Linked DNA regions of Canis lupus: region 1 is linked to region 2. The links are chromatin contacts, called in public Hi-C maps. All regions are on one chromosome and are shown on one strand. Each heading gives the region's core, a stretch centred on a gene start, on an enhancer-like site or on the middle of the called end of the contact. The rest is flanking DNA. Distances are from core to core; before and after follow the strand shown. Region 1 holds the start of UBA6 (ubiquitin-like modifier-activating enzyme 6). Region 2 holds the start of STAP1 (signal-transducing adaptor protein 1).

Region 1 (4,792 bases), core at 602-3,101, 140 kb after region 2:
AAAGGATACTAGCATGATAAGATATAGTAATGTATCATTTACCACAGCTCAACCTTTTCACAGCGTGGCATACAAATAAAAATGAAAATAGGAATGAACATTAGGAAACAGAAATGGTTCCCAAGCAGAGGTGGGGCATTTTGGCCTGAGCCACAGTGGCAGCTAAGATCAATATTATCTTGGCAAAAGTGTAATCCATTCCAGGTTCCGGGAAGCTCTAATTATCAACTGTACAATTCTAAAAAATAATGCGAAAGCATGAAATCTAGGTTTTGGAACCCAATTTTCCAAGTGTGGTATTGATACATTAGCCAAAGGATTTGTAAATAGAGCAAATCAAAATGTTATCATTTATCTTACCAAACACTGATTGGTATTATCAAATAGTATCAGCTTCTAGCTAAGTGATACGTGGGTAATTATTAGAAATACTCCTGATTGCAATTATGAAAGCAAACCAGGAGATAGCTGGGTTTAGGAGATCACTTCTCTAATAAACACACACACACAATATGCCCTGTTTTGGCATAGTAATGCAATATGAAAATTTCCCACGCACTTTTCTTATCCCTGGTATACTTTCACTAGCTGTCTTCCTTGCATGGAGGACAATAGTCTAGCCGGCAAAGCTCTTAGGCGAACATGGTAACAGCTACATTCTAACCAGCTTTGTCACTTAATGATATGACTGGCACTCACTCCTCAGAAAATTTTGCCTTCCTGGAATGCTTCAAAAGTCATTTTTGTAATAAGGTCTAACATAGCAATCAAAAATCCTTTACATAAAGGGACGTTTTGTTTGCATTACATAATATCCCCCACGTAAAATGTGGCAGTGTTGGCCTCGGCAGGCAGTTATCACGGTACCAGAGACATCTCTTCAGTTTGAACCAGCGAAAAAGCCACAGGTTTATGGACAGTCTCACATTAGCTCAAAAAAAAAAAAAAAAAATCCTATATCCATTACTTCCATCTTTGGAATATTGTATCCTGGTGGCGGGCAGGATGTAACTAACCAATTTATTAATTACGAGATAACTGAAAAGAAACCACACGAACATCCTCCCGCCCCGCCCCCCCCAACCTCCCCGATTCTGTAGAAGCGCAAGAAACGTGAGAAACCTTAACACCAACTGGGAAAGAAGGATGACTAACTCGTGGGGTTTTTTTCCCGGATTTTCTTTTTTTTTTTTTTTTTTTTAAACTGTAGTCAGCAGAGGCCTCCGGGCGTCCTGACTGCCCCTGATTCATCCTTACCAGGTTCCCTCTGGTAATAGTTTTCAAAGGAGGATCTCGGTGCAGGATCCCGCACAGCCGCGCTCTTAGCTTTTCTTTTTTACCGAAAAAACAAGGAGGGAGGGTGTGGGGCTCGCGCCGGGCCGCCCGCGCCCGCGCCAGGACTCTCCACGGAGCACGGAGCAGCCGTGTCTTCCCGCTCCGTCACACCCGCGCCCCGTCCCCACACGCGCCGGTGACTGAGAGGGTGGCCGCCCCGCCTCGGGCTGAGACAGCGCCGCAGACGCCGACCTGGGCCCTTCTCCTCAGCGAAGCCGGCAGCCGCAGCGCTCGGGGCCCCGGCGCCACACCCACCCGCGCGCCCCCTCGCCGCCAGGGCCGCTTCCGCCGGCTCCGCGGCCTCGCGCGCGCTCCCTACCGCCCGAGCCCGAGCCCGAGCCCGAGCCCGAGCAGCCCACAGCCGGCCGCCCTGGACCGGGTGCCGCCCGCCACCCCTCGCCGCTCTGCGCGCGCCCCGGTCCTCTCACCCGCCAGCCGCCCAGGACGAGCAGGACGCCTCTTCCCGCTGAGGCGCGGCCACCGGCGCCGACGCCTCCATCGCCTCCGAGAGACGCCGCCGCCGCCGCGCCGCCGGCTCCGGGCAGGCAGGGAAGGGGGCGGCACCGCGAGGTCAAGGGGCGGGTGGTGACGTCACGGGGGGCGGGGCCGGGAGCGCGCGGCGGGCCCCGGTTTCCGGTTTGGGCGTGGCGGGGGCGGGGCCGGCTAGGCCTCGGCGCGCAGGTGCGGGGTCGGCGGGGGCCGCGGGCCTCGGGACGCGCGACGCGGAGTCTAGCTCCGTGGCCGAGCACGGCGGTCCCAGGGTCCAGCGACGTGTTGGGGTTGCGAAGCGGAATCCTTGAGTTTTATAGCAAGAAGACGAAGCCCCTTCATTTAACAAATAGAACCCCGAAAGTTAATAGGTAGCTCCAGGTTTTCAGGATTTCTGGGATTCCAGTTAAAGACGTTCTATACGTTTAACGGATGGTTTGGGGGCGTCTGCTACAGGCCGGGCACCGCCACGGATTTAATAGGGTCGTGATTTTTAGAGCCGTGAAGGCCAGTGTGGCCCCGTTCGCTTCCACTTGGTCGCGGACAGCCTGCGAGACTCGTCAAGGTCGCGAACAGCCTGCGAGACTCGCTCAAGGTCGCGGACAGCCTGCGAGACTCGTCAAGGTCACGGACAGCCTGCGAGACTCAGTCAAGGTCATGGACAGCCTGCGAGACTCGGTCAAGGTCACGGACAGCCTGCGTGACTCGCTCAAGGTCACGGACAGCCTGCGTGACTCGTTCAAGGTCGCAGGTCAAGGTCGCAGACCCAGTCACTGCCGCATCAAGTGTTCACCTTCTCATCTGATGTTGGGTCCTCTTTGCCCTTTCTTAGAGAACAAGAATTAGTAGTACTCGACATTAGGATTTGTCTTTCATTTTAAATAAACTGTACTTTTGAAGTAACGTCTGTAGGATTTTAAGAATTAGCATATACTTTGACTCTGTGTGATAGCATCTTCTGTAATGTATGGCTTTTTTTTTTTTTCTTTTTTAATTAGAATTTTTTTGAATTTAGAATTTCTTCCTCACTACTGGCAAGAGAGGGTCCAGGCAAAACTGCATTTTCCTTTGCGCCTCTTCATTCTCGTTTCAAAATAGAACATTTCCAAATACCTGAAACTTCATGCTGCTCACCTATGCTATTATTCAGGTTTCTTACTCTAGTTGTGTACCTTTCATACACAATCATTAAAGGAACTTGGTCCATGTCCCATTCTTTCAAGATTCTATTCTAGTACTATGTTTATAGTAAATTGTTATACAGCAATAGAAAATGAGTAGTTTGAATCTCATCCACAATCCACATTTCTTTATATTTGAATATCCTTGAAATTGGAATATATTTTTTTCCTTGTTCATCAATACAGAAAATAATGCTACTCTTAAATTTGAGGTCATCTTAGATTTGACGAAATATAGTGTGAATTACTTCAAAAGTATAACGGATACCCCAATTTAACATATTTTAATGTATCATTACATTTGCAAAATAGAAGAAAATTGGAATGTCGCTAGACTTTTGATAGACTTTTTGTCAATAGAAAGTAGGACAACATATTTACGATATTCAAGGGGAAAATGTGTGCTAAAGATTTTCATATCTAGCAAAAGCAACTCTCACATACAAAATGTATAAACTATCATCAACACTTGATATGGTATCAATATTTGATGACACTATTGTCATGAACTCTTCCTGAAGAATTAATAGAGAATGACTGGAGGACCTGAGGATTGGCTCAGGTTCTTTACAAGAAATCATAATCTGTTAAATGTTCTCTCTAGTTTATTCTCTTTTTCTTTTATAATGTTAACACAACATTACTAACTATATTTATTATGCCTTTTAATCTCTGTGACTTATTTATTTTATAACTGGACATTTGTGACTCTTAATTCCGTTCACCTATTTTACCCATCCTACCCACCCCACTTCTAGCCTTCTTTTCTTTTAAAGATTATTTGTTAGAGAGAGAGTATGCCCGAGTAAGTTAGCAGGCAAGGGGAGAGACTGAAGAAGAGGGAGAGAAAGAATCCTCAAGCAGATTCCCCACTGAGCGTGGGTGGAGCCCGATGCAGGGCTCAATCCCAATTTCTTGACCTGAGCCAGGATCAAGAGTTGGCCGCTTAACTCACTGAGCCACTCAGATGCTCCTTAATTTAATCTTTATTACCAATTCTTTTGAATTTGCCACCTCATTTGTGAGATTCCTCCCTCTTGTTGAGGTAATTGACAAAATTGTAAGGTAAAGTGTGCAATGTGATGATTTGATAAAAATACACATTGTGAAAGGATTCCTGCCATCAAGTTGAGTTTTTCTAATTCTGAATCATGTTGTTCTTTCCTTCTTTGTATTTCCTTTTGTTTAGCTAGTTTAAAAATAGTAATACATTTTCATCTATTTTTGTCGCACATCTTTCAGGTATGTGAGGATGAGGATATAATGCTCCTATAATGAGGATGTTATGCTCCTTATTCTCCTTTTTAACAATAATTTTCTGTAGTATTTGACCTTGATACTTTTTTTTTCATTTTTATGTCAAATTATTAGTCCTGAATTTTTAATACGAGGCAAGTTTCCTCATCCAAGAAGCTTAAGTCCATCAGTAAAGAAATGTATTTCAAGAAAGTCAAGTTTCTTGTTCATTGCAATAAGGGAGTCCGCATTCCAGAACCATGCGGTGTCTCACCAAACAAAGGAAAAGAGCCTTGTTATAGGAATTTGGGGAAGGGTGAAATTTAGGAGAAATTAAAATGAAGTGGTGTTTTGTAGGCTCAAAAGAAAGTGAAACTGTAAAGGGTCTACATTGGGTCTGGACTCCAACATGGACCCAGGCTGCTGTTTTCTTGGAAATTGCAGTTAAAATAGATGTGTCGGGTGTCCACAAACCCCTTTTGTGAAGCTCTGCCCCTGAGTCGGAAGTAGAGGCTGCTTCTCTATGGAAAGTGACTTAGATCATCTAGTCA
Region 2 (4,127 bases), core at 408-2,907:
TTTTTTTTTGTTTTTTTTTTTTTTAAATATAGTTTTTTTTTTTTTAATTTATTTATGATAGTCACAGAGAGAGAGAGAGAGAGAGAGGCAGAGACACAGGCAGAGGGAGAAGCAGGCCCCATGCACCGGGAGCCCGACGTGGGACTCGATCCCAGGTCTCCAGGATCGCGCCCTGGGCCAAAGGCAGGCGCCAAACCTCTGCGCCACCCAGGGATCCCTAGTTTCATCAATTGTAATAAATGTACCACTTTAGTGGGGGATACTGAGAATAGGCTATGCATGTGTCCAGGTGAGTGGGTTTGGAAAATCTCTGTACCTTCCTCTTAGTTTTACTAAGAACCTAAGACTGCTCTAAAAAAAAATAAATAAATAAAACTCCTTAAAACAAACAAACAAACAAAAGGAACCGTGGGCATTTGGTAAATTTTATTCCCCTCCTCTTCCTCCAATAAAAATGGCTTTATTCTTTAAAACTCTCCCTAATGTAAACAATGTTTAGGTGCTCGCAGTAAAAAGTACCCTCTATAGGATCCTTTCATACATCTTCATGCATACAAGCATACAACTTTACATAAATGGGAGGGGGGATCACTGATGAAGATTTTCTTAAAAGGAGAGATAAAGGAGAAAATACACTAGGGCAGGTGCTGCTGTGGGTTGTATAATACATAGTAACCACAGGCAAAGTGTGAGATACAGAAGAGTGACTACCAAACGGAGTGCGGAAACAAACAAAAACCGGGTGCCCCTCTAGTCGTTCCCACCTTGAGCACCTCTTTAAGAGCTGTCTTTCAGAAAACTCTATCAATGACATAACTTACAAATAATCTGCTCCTGCAGACCGGAAGTCCAGACTTTTGAGGTATCCCAATACTTCTACGGACAGAAAATTATCTGGAGGGCTAAGAAGTAGAGTTAAGCCAAAAAAAAAAAAAAAGGGGGGGGGGGGCGGGAGGGAACCACAAGATTCTCTGAAGAGAAAGATGCCATCACAACCAAAATTAAAAGATATTTTTAGGGCAGCCCGGGGGGCTCAGCGGTTGGGCGCCGGCCTCAGGCCCAGGGTGTGATCGAGTCCCACATCGGGCTCTCTGCGTGGCGCCTGCTTCTCCCTCAGCCTGTGTCTCTGCCTCTCTCATGAATAATAAAATTAAAAAAAAAAAAAAAAAGAAAGACATTTTGAGGAAACAATACAAGGAAATTAACTCCAAGAAGCCACAGCAGCGGCTAGACGTCTGGGGGCCCCCCCGCCCGGAGCGACCCAGCGGGTCTTCCCGCTCGTCAGAAGCAGGAGCCTGCACTTACCAGACCCGACGCAGCAGCCATGTTCCCCCTCGGCCCCGGGGTGGGGCGGGCGTCCCCGCGGGCGTCCCCGCGGGCCGGGACTCCAAGAAGCCGGGCGCTGACCGGTCACGGGTGGAGCGGCCGGACCGCGCCCCAGGAGCGGCCTAAAGGTGGGCGGTGCCAAAACCGAGGGAACCGCGACAGGCCAGCGCGCTACCGACACTCGTCAGCCATTGGCTCGGCTCGGCCCTTCAGGAGCGCGGTACCCAGCAGCCTCCGCGTTTGAAACGGTCTGCACATGCGCAGACGGGCCGCGCCACCCGCGGCGCAGCCGTTGGGCGCCCGCCCCCTCGCCGGTCGTGCGCAGGCGCCCACGGAAGCGGCGCCGCCCTCCGCAGGCTCCGCCCCCGGCGCTCGCCCCTCCCCGCGGGCTGAGGGGAAAGCTGCCGTCTCAGTTGGCGGGACCGTCTCCACAGCAGCCTTTGTTCGCCCGTGAGCCCGCCGTGAGGCACGTGGAGGGTTCTAGTTCGGAGTGAAAATAACACCTGGAAGGATAAGCGCTGTGTGCAGAGAGATGAGTAAAGTACTTCCCTGCGCATGCGCAGACGCGCCGGCCCCCGCCAGCGCCTGGGTGGCCCCGGGGTCGGGCGTCGGCCTGAGGCGCGCGGCGGGTCCTGGGCGCGGGTTCGAGGCCCTCGCGGGTGCCCTGCGTGCAGCGCGCTCTTGCGGCCTTCTGTGTCTCTCACGAATAACTAAGGCCTTTTTAAAAAGTTATGATAATGATAGGATGAGGATGACGACGATGTGCTTTTTTCCGAATAAGTGGGTAATATTTTTCATGAAGCACTGGCAAAAAGTGACCTGGGTAAATAAGACTGTCATTGAGGTATGACGCCCTGGAAGCAGCCCTAATTAAGAGACTTGACATCCGCTCAGCCATCGGTTACGTCATCTAGGGCACACTGGGGCGCCGTTCGAAGTGTTTCCTTCGTAATATGTAAGGGGAGAGCTAAATTCGATGCTCTGGAGACTGGACTGTTCCATGATTCTATAAAACTTGGTGTTCTATTTTGGCGACTTAATAAAAACTTGGGTGGGAATTTTAGACAAAATACTTATTAACTCAATCTATCAATCAAGAGTTGAGCTAATGAAGTGTTTCGACTTGTGATGATGTAACAAATGTTATCACCTGCTAAGGGTTGTTTTTGTTTGTTTTTTTGTTTTTGTTTTTTTGTTTTTAGGGTTTTTATTTATTTATTTTTGGTAGGGGAAGAGGTTATATATTAACTCTGAGATCAGACTGGGTTCCCATCTACTCCACTAATTCTGCCATCGCGGACAAGTTAAACTCTCTCAAGTCCCCTGTGTGTGTGTGTGTGTGAGAGAGAGAGAGAGAGAGAGAAATAACTGGATTAACTCCTTTTAATATCCAGATGAAATGCCTGGAATATAGTAAGAATTCAATAAATAATGCCTGGTGTCATTATGGAGTTTTTTATTTGATCTAGCAGAAGTCTTGCCAGTCAGACTACAGAGTATAATTTGGTGTTGTCATATTTGGAATAGGTTATTTTTTTTTAAAGATTTTATTTATTTATTCATGAGAGACAGAGAGAGAGAGAGAGATACAGAGACACAGACAGAGGGAGAAGCAGGCTCCATGCAGGGATCCTGATGTGGGACTTGATCCTGGGTCTCCAAGATCACACCCTGGACTGAAGACGGCACTAAACCGCTAAGCCACCGGGGCTGCCCTGGAATAGGTTATAATAAAAAACTTTCATGTATTCAGTTCACATTATATGCCAATATTTTTTTCTTTTTTCTTTCTTTCTTTTTTTTTTTTTTTTTTTTTTAATGCTATCCACGCAGTAACATTTCTTAGGACATTCCTATTACAAGAAGACGACGAATATCCCCATTTTACAGGCAGAACCGGGACAGTGTTTAAGTAACCTGCTCCAAATTGAAATACGATTCCAGGACACAACTGGGGATGAATGCTGGTATTCTGACTCTAGACACTGAGCACTTACTCACTCTACTCTTTTTATCTCTGAGTGAGAAATTTTAGCAAGCGCAATCACAGATATAAAAGTTCCACCTGTAAAATGATGCTCCCTGTTTCCACTGGACACAGTAACTCTCAGAGGTATTTTGAGAAACATGATATAGTATAAAATGCAGTGCACAAAGGTTGTTGGTGATGAACTGGTCTGTCCTACAGAGAAAATGGAGCAGCACCTTTATGAAAACCAAAGTTATGGAGACTCCACCATTCCTAAACAAACTTTGTAGCTCTCTCTGCATTTGCCCCACTATTTAATAGCTTCACCATGTTTTTAGCATCCAAAAAATAAGGTTGCTAGTTGAATGACCAATATTTATAAAACCCAGCTTTGTCATTATAGGCTCCCTGCCTCCCCAAAATACTTCCAGATCACTCCTTCAGAACCTCTATGGCAACTGACTAAATCTTGAAGTTTTTCATCACAACTACGTAACCTAAGTAAGGAGTGTGTGTGTGTGTGTGTGTGTGTGTGTAGTAAACCCAAACTGGTAATATGCCCATCAACTGGTAAATAAACAAACTAGAGTACATCTATATAGCAGAATATTCCTCAGCAATAAAAACAAGTTACTGATACATGTGACAACTCGAATGAATCTTAAAAGCATCATACTACGTAAAAGAAGCCAGACATCAAAGACAAACTGCTGTATGATTCACACATTTGTGTGACTACATAAAACTGCAAACTTTTCATAGTAAAGTGATAGGGCAAAGTGGCATTAATAAAATTGCAGATGTTCTCAGAATTTTTGCATAAAAATTATTC

The links. A called contact is a pair of places that touch in the nucleus more often than the background predicts.
Region 1: a contact with region 2 is called in a Hi-C map of blood, with 2.7 times the contacts expected there. The contact joins the promoter of UBA6 here to the promoter of STAP1 in region 2. A contact is called at or near these places in 2 of 9 Hi-C or Micro-C datasets (both in blood).

The regions. Positions count from the first base shown.
Region 1 is chr13:59,067,504-59,072,295 of UU_Cfam_GSD_1.0, forward strand. UBA6 (ubiquitin-like modifier-activating enzyme 6) reads right to left here and starts at 1,852. Exons shown (of 33, transcript XM_038556197.1): 1 at 1,764-1,852. The coding sequence starts at 1,834.
Region 2 is chr13:58,927,685-58,931,811 of UU_Cfam_GSD_1.0, forward strand. STAP1 (signal-transducing adaptor protein 1) reads left to right here and starts at 1,658. Exons shown (of 10, transcript XM_038556207.1): 1 at 1,658-1,862. It overlaps CENPC (centromere protein C), which reads right to left and starts at 1,535. Exons shown (of 20, transcript XR_005369062.1): 1 at 1,306-1,535.